Linked DNA regions of Pan troglodytes: region 2 is linked to region 1. Evidence: chromatin contacts called from public HiChIP or PLAC-seq data. All regions are on one chromosome and are shown on one strand. Each heading gives the region's core, a stretch centred on a gene start, on an enhancer-like site or on the middle of the called end of the contact. The rest is flanking DNA. Distances are from core to core; before and after follow the strand shown.

What was found. HiChIP or PLAC-seq counts read pairs in DNA pulled down with a chosen protein or histone mark.
Region 2: an H3K4me3 HiChIP or PLAC-seq map of stem cell-derived excitatory neurons shows a contact between it and region 1, with 2.6 times the contacts expected there. The contact joins the promoter of TNFSF12 here to the promoter of ELP5 in region 1.

Annotation. Positions count from the first base shown.
Region 1 is chr19:17,759,958-17,763,720 of NHGRI_mPanTro3-v2.0_pri, forward strand. ELP5 (elongator acetyltransferase complex subunit 5) reads left to right here and starts at 1,704. Exons shown (of 9, transcript XM_016931417.4): 1 at 1,704-2,062; 2 at 2,407-2,577; 3 at 2,753-2,813; 4 at 2,901-2,981. The coding sequence starts at 2,484. CTDNEP1 (CTD nuclear envelope phosphatase 1) reads right to left here and starts at 1,612. Exons shown (of 9, transcript XM_016931418.4): 1 at 1,175-1,612. The coding sequence starts at 1,276.
Region 2 is chr19:18,059,755-18,063,517 of NHGRI_mPanTro3-v2.0_pri, forward strand. TNFSF12 (TNF superfamily member 12) reads left to right here and starts at 1,831. Exons shown (of 7, transcript NM_001205129.1): 1 at 1,831-2,085; 2 at 2,247-2,294; 3 at 2,891-2,966; 4 at 3,570-3,623; 5 at 3,714-3,749. The coding sequence starts at 1,927.

The DNA of each region.
Region 1 (3,763 bases), core at 454-2,953:
GAATAGCGCTGCTGCCTACAGCCACAACCATCCTGTACTGTTCGCGCCCTAAATCAGGAAGTGGAAGCAGACTGGTAAAGGACAGAATGAACCCAAGGCCAGACCCACTCTTCCAAATCAGTTAAATCAATCACCACTACCACTGAGGGCTTTCTGGAAATTCCCTGAACCCCAGGTCACCCCAACCTGGGTTTATTCTTTCAAATTGTATTGAGGTATGCTAAGGGGTACAGACCACAGTACAGACCCAGAACCTGTGTCTCCGCTTACTAAATTCTCCCCAGACTCCTTCCGAGGATTCTCCCTGGTGGTGGTGAGACCACAAGAGCACATTCATTTAAAGTGCTGTTAGCTGAAGGACCTCTGACCTTGGAGAAAAGCTAAGGGGGAGGGGACCCAGAGATGCTTGGGTCCATCCGGACAGTTTCCCTCAGAATGCTAGGCTCTCCTGGAGAAGCAAACGTCCTCGTTTTCAAGCCCTACAACTGCCCAGCGCTGTCCTCTGACAGGGACACCCAAACTTCAATGGTGGGCACAGCACCCACCTTGAACTCCCTCCCACAATTAAAGAGGCCCATCGTAAAAGCATCTGCTTTAGTCTTCAATAAATCCAGATACCTACACTCACACTATGAAATAAATTTTCACAGCCTTTTTGAAGGAATTCTCTTAATGGGAACCGCAGGCGTTTCTCCTTCACATCCAGGGCTTTCCCAAGTTCCAGTCCTTGTTTGTAACGTATGCCCTCCCACCCACCTCCACCCTTGACACACAAGTCTGTCTCTTCCTTGTTATGGGACCAAACACACACCGAGGTTCCAAATAGGGTCTTTCCCAAGCCCCCATCCACAGATCCGGCTGTCATCAAACAGGTGTTCCCCGCCTCTTGGTTTCTTTAGCAACAACTCCAGCTTTCTTAAACAGCGCCCCACCCACCACCTTAGCCCCCAAGAGTTGCCAAATCCTGACCCATCTAGCTCCATCAAAACCCCCAAGGGCAAGGTTCTATTACAAGGGTCTCCCACCTCGCCCCGCTTAGGGTGCCCAATTCTCTGGCGAGAAAAGCCCCAGCCAGGATTCCCTTCCTAGGCCCAAACAGAGGCCCGACACTCCGAAAACCCCTGAGCACCACGGACAGACGTCCTCAACACCGCCAGCGCCCACCCTGGCTCACCGTGCGGATCTGCCTCCGCAAAAGGTAAATGAAGAAGCTCCAGAGCTTGGCGGCGAAGGCCACGAACGTGCGCAGCCCCAGCAGACACTGCGTCCGCATCATCCCGATGACCCCGGCACCGCCGGCCCCGGGGCCCCCGCGGCCCAGCTCCGCCAGCCCCCCGGGGGCAGCCCCCCGCCGCCGGGAGGGGGAACGGGGGCCCCGAGTGGCAGGAGAGGCTGCAGAGAGGGGCACGGAGCGGGCGGCTCAGAAAGCCACCCCTGGCGAGGGGAAAGCCCAGCGGAACAGGGAGCTGGGGGACTGGCGTGGGCAGCCCGCGGGGGCCCACATGGGCTGGGAGTGGCACCGACGGCTTCGGGGAGGTTGCGGGCCGAGACAGGTAGGGCTAGGATGGGGTCCTCGGAGACCAGGAGGGAAGGGGAAGGATAATTGGGGGAGGGGGCAGTGGGGGAGGGGGCTAGGGAAAAGGGAGGAAGGGAAAAGGGAGGGGGAGGGGGGGAAAGCGGAGAGTGGCCCGCTGCGCAGGCGCGCTAGGGGGCTGCCCGCAGGAACGGGGAGGGCGGGGGCAGCGGCGCGCAAAGGGCCGCGGCAGCGGAGAACGGGCGGGCAGAGCGAAGGAGCAGGGAAGGAGGGGGAGGGGGAGCCGGAGGGCGCGGAGCGCTGGGCCGGAGCGGCCTCCCCCTCCCCGAGCTCGGGGGTCCTTTAGCCGCTGGGGAGCGGGGCTGCAGCCTCTGCAGCTGGGTTTCCCACTCTGACAGGCGCCATTTTACCGTCCAAAGGACTCCCTCTTCCTGTCTTTCCCCCTCCTCTTCCCCTTTGACACTACTTCCGGTGGTGACGTGTATTCGCTTCACCGGGACTAAGTTCCTCCTGCGCGGTCTATGGGGGGTAGGTATAAGGAAAGCCAAAAGCACTCCAAACGAGGCTGCAGTATTGCGCACGCGCAGAAGGTGGCCGCGGGGCGGGGCCTGAGGCGAAGCAGGCCCCGCCTCAAGCTGCGTGGGCGGGGCGAGTGACGGCACTTGGCCCCGCGCTTAGGGCCCTCGCGGGGGGCTTGTGGGTCCTCCTCCCCCTCCCACTGACAACTGCCGTCACTGCTCTTCCCGCCCCGGTCACAGTGAAAATGTAGACGGGGTCGTTGTCCGCACGACTGTGCGCCAGGGCTCGGGGACGGGGGCCCTCCGCGTGAGCGCTCCCCTGGGAATATTGAACATAATCACCTCTCATTCCAGACTATGTTAGGTCTTAATGGTGGGAGGACGCCCGAGTCCTCCGCCCGTTTCACCCCGAGGGGGCGGGACACTGGGTCATGACGCCATCAGAGGGCGCCAGAGCAGGGACCGGACGCGAGTTGGAGATGTTGGACTCGCTGTTGGCCTTGGGCGGCCTGGTGCTGCTTCGGGGTGAGAGCCAGAGGCACGGTGTGGGGGGGGGGGGGGTGCGGTTCGGGCCTGGCTGAGGGGACGGAAGTGGGCAGGAAGGGCCAGGGGTCACAGGCTAGGTGTGGAAATCGCGACGGGTTCGCGAAGGCGGTAATCCCAGCGCTCTCATACTCTTTATCCGTCCCTCGCTCTGCAGATTCCGTGGAGTGGGAGGGGCGCAGTCTCTTGAAGGCGCTTGTCAAGAAATCTGCACTGTGGTGAGTATCCCACAGTGTCTCCCCGGCCTACCCTGGATAGGGCACCTGTGCCCACTCTTTGACAATCCCTTCTCATCTCTGCCTTAGTGGGGAGCAAGTGCATATCCTGGGCTGTGAAGTGAGCGAGGAAGAGTTTCGTGAAGGTTTTGACTCTGATATCAACAATCGGTAAGTACCAGTTGGAAGAGATTTGATTAAATTTGAGACCTATATTGCTAAGGAAATTTCTTTACAACAAGCGCAGAACCTGGTATGTAGTAGCAGTTCCTTAAATATTCATTGAAGAATTGGATATGGGTCTTTCAGGAGGCAAGAATTAATAAGAGGAGTGATGAGTATTTGGGGAGTCCAAAGCAAAGATCTTAGAAGTCGAGAGAGAAATAGCCTGGAGATAGGGAGAACATGTGGGAAGGGTATTGCAGTAATCCATTAATCCGGGTTCACTCTTTAAGGTACATATGTACCGAGCACCAACTATAAACCAGGTGCTGTGCAAGATACTGGAGACGGCAGTGAGTGAGACAGACCTGTTCCTGACCTAATGAATTTTAGGGAATAATGGTAGGGAGTGATAGAGGCCTGGTTTAAGGCAGTGGCAGTAGAGATGGAAAGTTTAGAACACATGTAAAGGACTTTAGTGGGTAGAATTTCCAGGATTTATTGACTAACATGGGGGAGAAGAAAGTATTGAGATAAGGAAGTCCCTAAACCCAGCCGCATGCCTGATCAGGAGACATTAAGAACCATTAGTAGGATGCTTTCTACTTCCTAGTCCCGGCAACTCAGTGGATGATAATAGTAGTTTACATCTTATCTGCTGAGCCTCCAATTTTGTATCAGCCATTGTTGTGATAGAGGCGGTGGTGTATGTTAAGATGGCATTCCATGGCTGGGCGCGGTGGCTCACGCCTGTAATCCCAGCACTTTGGGAGGCTGAGGCGGGTGGATCA
Region 2 (3,763 bases), core at 581-3,080, 300 kb after region 1:
TTTTTTTTGAGATGGAGTCTTGCTCTGTCGCCCAGGCTGGAGTGCAGTCATGCGATCTCGGCTCATTGCAACCTCCACCTCCCGGGTTCAAGCAATTCTCTGCCTCAGCCTCCCGAGTAGCTGAGATTACAGGTGCCCGCCACCGTGCCCAGCTAATTTTTGTTTTTTTAGTAGAGACAGGGTTTCACCATCTTGGCCAGGCTAGTCTTGAACTCCTGACCTTGTGATCCACCGGCCTTGGCCTCCCAAAGTGCTGGGATTACAGGCATGAGCCACCACAACTGGCCCCAGCTGTTTTTTATTTACATTGTGATTTCAGTTTTGAAAATTTTCTGGAGATTCTAACTGCTTTTCTTTCTTTGCATACTCTTTTTTTTTTTTTTTTTTTTTTTGACAGGGTCTTACTCTGTTGCTCGTGTTGGAATGCAGTGGTGTGATCACAGCTCACTGCAGCCTCAACCTCCCAGGCTCAGGTGATCCTCCCATCTCAACCTCCTGAGTAGCTGGGACTACAGGCATGCACCACCATGCCCAGCTCTATGGATGCTTTTTCTTGACTCTCTTTAAGTATATTAGGTAGTACTCTTTGTATCCTGAATTATCTCTGTTTCCTCCAATGTCAAATTTTGTTTGTTAATTTTGGTCTTTCTTTCTTTCTTTTTTTTTTTTTTTGAGATAGAGTCTTGCTGTGTTGCCCAGGCTGGAGTGTGGTGGCGTGATCTCAGCTCGCTGCAACCTCTGTCTCCTGGGTTCAAGCAATTCTCTGCCTCAGCTTCCCGAGTAGCTGGGAACTACAGGCGCCTGCCACCACGTCCGGCTAATTTTTTTGTATTTTTATTAGAGACAGGGTTTCACCATCTTGGCCAGGCAGGTCTTGATCTCCTGACCTCGTGATCCACCCGCCTCGGCCTCCCAAAGTGCTGGGATTACAGGCGTGAACCATCGCGCCCAGCCAATTTTGGTCCTTTTTCTTTCTTTCTTTCTTTCTTTCTTTTTTTTTTGAGACAAGGTCTGTTGCCCAGGCTGGAGTGTAGTGGTGCAATCACAGCTCACTGCAGCCTCAAACTCCTGGGCTCAAACAATCCTCCTACCTCGGCCTCCTGAGTAGCTGGGACTACAGGCGTGGGCTAATTTTTTTAAAACTTTTCTGTAGAGATGGGGTCTTGCTCTTGCCCAGGCTGATCTTGAACTCCTGGCCCCCAGCCTTGGCCTTCTGGGATTACAGGCGTAAGCCACCTGCCGGACCAATTTTGGTGTTTCTTTTGCATGCTGCTGGTCCTCCTCAGATGCTTGGCAATCATTGGTAATGATGGGCTTCAGAACGTGCTACCCTAAACGATGCACCTCGGCACAATGAGCGTTTTAAGCTGAAGGAATTTGAGAAAACCGCAGAAGCCGAAGGATCTTTCTTACCTTCTCCTGCCCTTCTTCCCTGAACCAGGTCATACAACCTGGAACTCCCTGCCCTTTTCCTGAAGAAGCAAATAATAGCCTCCTGTGAGAGGCGCCCTCCCTGCACCTGGGGGAAAGGAGGGTCCTTATCTCTGAAGACACAGGGACACAGAAGAATCTGAACCAACAGGCCTTCCTGAGTTCCCCACCTCCCCGCAGGAGGTGCCCGCACACGCATAGCCCCATCGCTCCCGCGGCCGCACACAACGGACCTCGCCCTGGTGGTGCACGCCCGGGCTGGGCGCTCAGAGGTCGGGTGGGCGCCCACTCCGTTCGCTGCGCGCACAGCGCCCGGCGAGAGACTCGGAGTTTAATCACACACAGCGTCCGGCTTCCTGTCCCCAGCGCCCCCTCCCGCCCCGTTTCCCTTGCCCCTCCCTCTCCCCGGCCCGATCCGCCCGCCGGCTCCCCCTCCCCCGATCCCTCGGGTCCCGGGATGGGGGGGCGGTGAGGCAGGCACAGCCCCCCGCCCCCATGGCCGCCCGTCGGAGCCAGAGGCGGAGGGGGCGCCGGGGGGAGCCGGGCACCGCCCTGCTGGTCCCGCTCGCGCTGGGCCTGGGCCTGGCGCTGGCCTGCCTCGGCCTCCTGCTGGCCGTGGTCAGTTTGGGGAGCCGGGCATCGCTGTCCGCCCAGGTGAGGCCCCGCTGCGCACCCCTTCTTGGGCACATCAGGAGCTGAGACTGCAGAGGGGCCGCTGGGGGCCTCGTGGGCTGAAGGCAAGGGGAAGGGAGGATGGGTGGAGGGTGAGATGTCAGGTGGAGCGGCACGGGGTGACGCTCCCTCCTTCCCAGCAGGAGCCTGCCCAGGAGGAGCTGGTGGCAGAGGAGGACCAGGACCCGTCGGTGAGTGGGCGTGGGCGCGGTCTGCAGGCTGCTGGGGCATGGGAAGTGTGCACAGCCGAGGCTGCAGGTGTGTGCAGCTGTGCCAGCCGTACTCGCGGTGTGTGCAGGGTGTGTGTGAACACAGTGCGTGCATGGGTGTGTGTCTGCAGGGGTGTGTGTGCGTGGTGACAACTCTGTGTGAGGGGTTTGTGCTGGGGTTGTGCCACCTGAGTCTGAGGTGTTTATTGGCTGGGGGTGACGTGGTTGTATAAGATATGTGAGTCTGCGTGGAAGAGGGGTGCGGTTGTGTACAGGGTGTGTATCCTCTGTGCGTGGTGACTGGGTGTGGGCATGTGTGCAATGTGCCAATTGAATGCAGGGTCTGCGTTGGTTGTGTGTGGGTGGGAAAGTGTAGCTGGTCTAGAGGAAAGGGTGAGGACTGGGGCCTGACTCCCAGCTTCACCTTTGCCCGGGGCCCCAGCTGTAGTTGGCTGAGGGGCTTAATCTGTCCCTGACTTCTGTGTCTGTTGCTGGCTGGTGGCTCTCCTGACAGGCCCCGTCTGTCTCACTTTATATCTCTGGGAGTCTGTGGTTGAACCCTGCCCTAATTCCCCTAGGAACTGAATCCCCAGACAGAAGAAAGCCAGGATCCTGCGCCTTTCCTGAACCGACTAGTTCGGCCTCGCAGAAGTGGTGAGCATCCCTCTATCCCAACCTCAGGAAGCGGGCAGAGCAAAAACCATTATCCACAGGGAGAAACTGAGGCACGGAGGGTGAAAGGAGTTCAGAGTCATGCAGCTAACCAGCCAAGACTCAAACCTAGGGATTCTCGCCCTCCTCTGAAGCTCCTTCTGTCATATGGATGTGCTCCTTCAGACCCTACCCCAAACAGGAAGGCAGGGTGGCCATGAGTTAGAAGAACTACTGGGATCCTGATGGAGACTAGGCCTGGGAGTCAGAGGCCTGGACCCCGGTAGGCAAAGAGACTTAGGAATGGGATGATGGGGTGGCCGAATGACCATGTGTCCAAGTTGGCATGCAGTTGTCCTGGCCCCCACCTGTTATCTCGGTGTGATTAGTAGCAGCTTCCCGTTTTGCTCTCAGCAGTATCCCAGTGTGGATGACAAATTATAGTCACTCTACTTACTGAGGAAGATGAGGCCTGAGATTCTAAGGCCAGGAGTCTGGACAAGAATAAGGATGCCAGGGTTCCTGAGAGGGGAATGGGGCTGAGAGAGTTGCTCTGGGACCCCCACTAGGGCCCGCTTTGCTCATCTGTCTTTCCTTGATCCTCAGCACCTAAAGGCCGGAAAACACGGGCTCGAAGAGCGATCGCAGCCCATTATGAAGGTGGGTGATGGGTGAGCCATACCCAGGAGGAGAGGGGCAGGTGGCAGAGGGTCAGGGCAGGTCTCACCAGCCTTTTCCTGTACTTTACAGTTCATCCACGACCTGGACAGGACGGAGCGCAGGCAGGTGAGACCCCATCC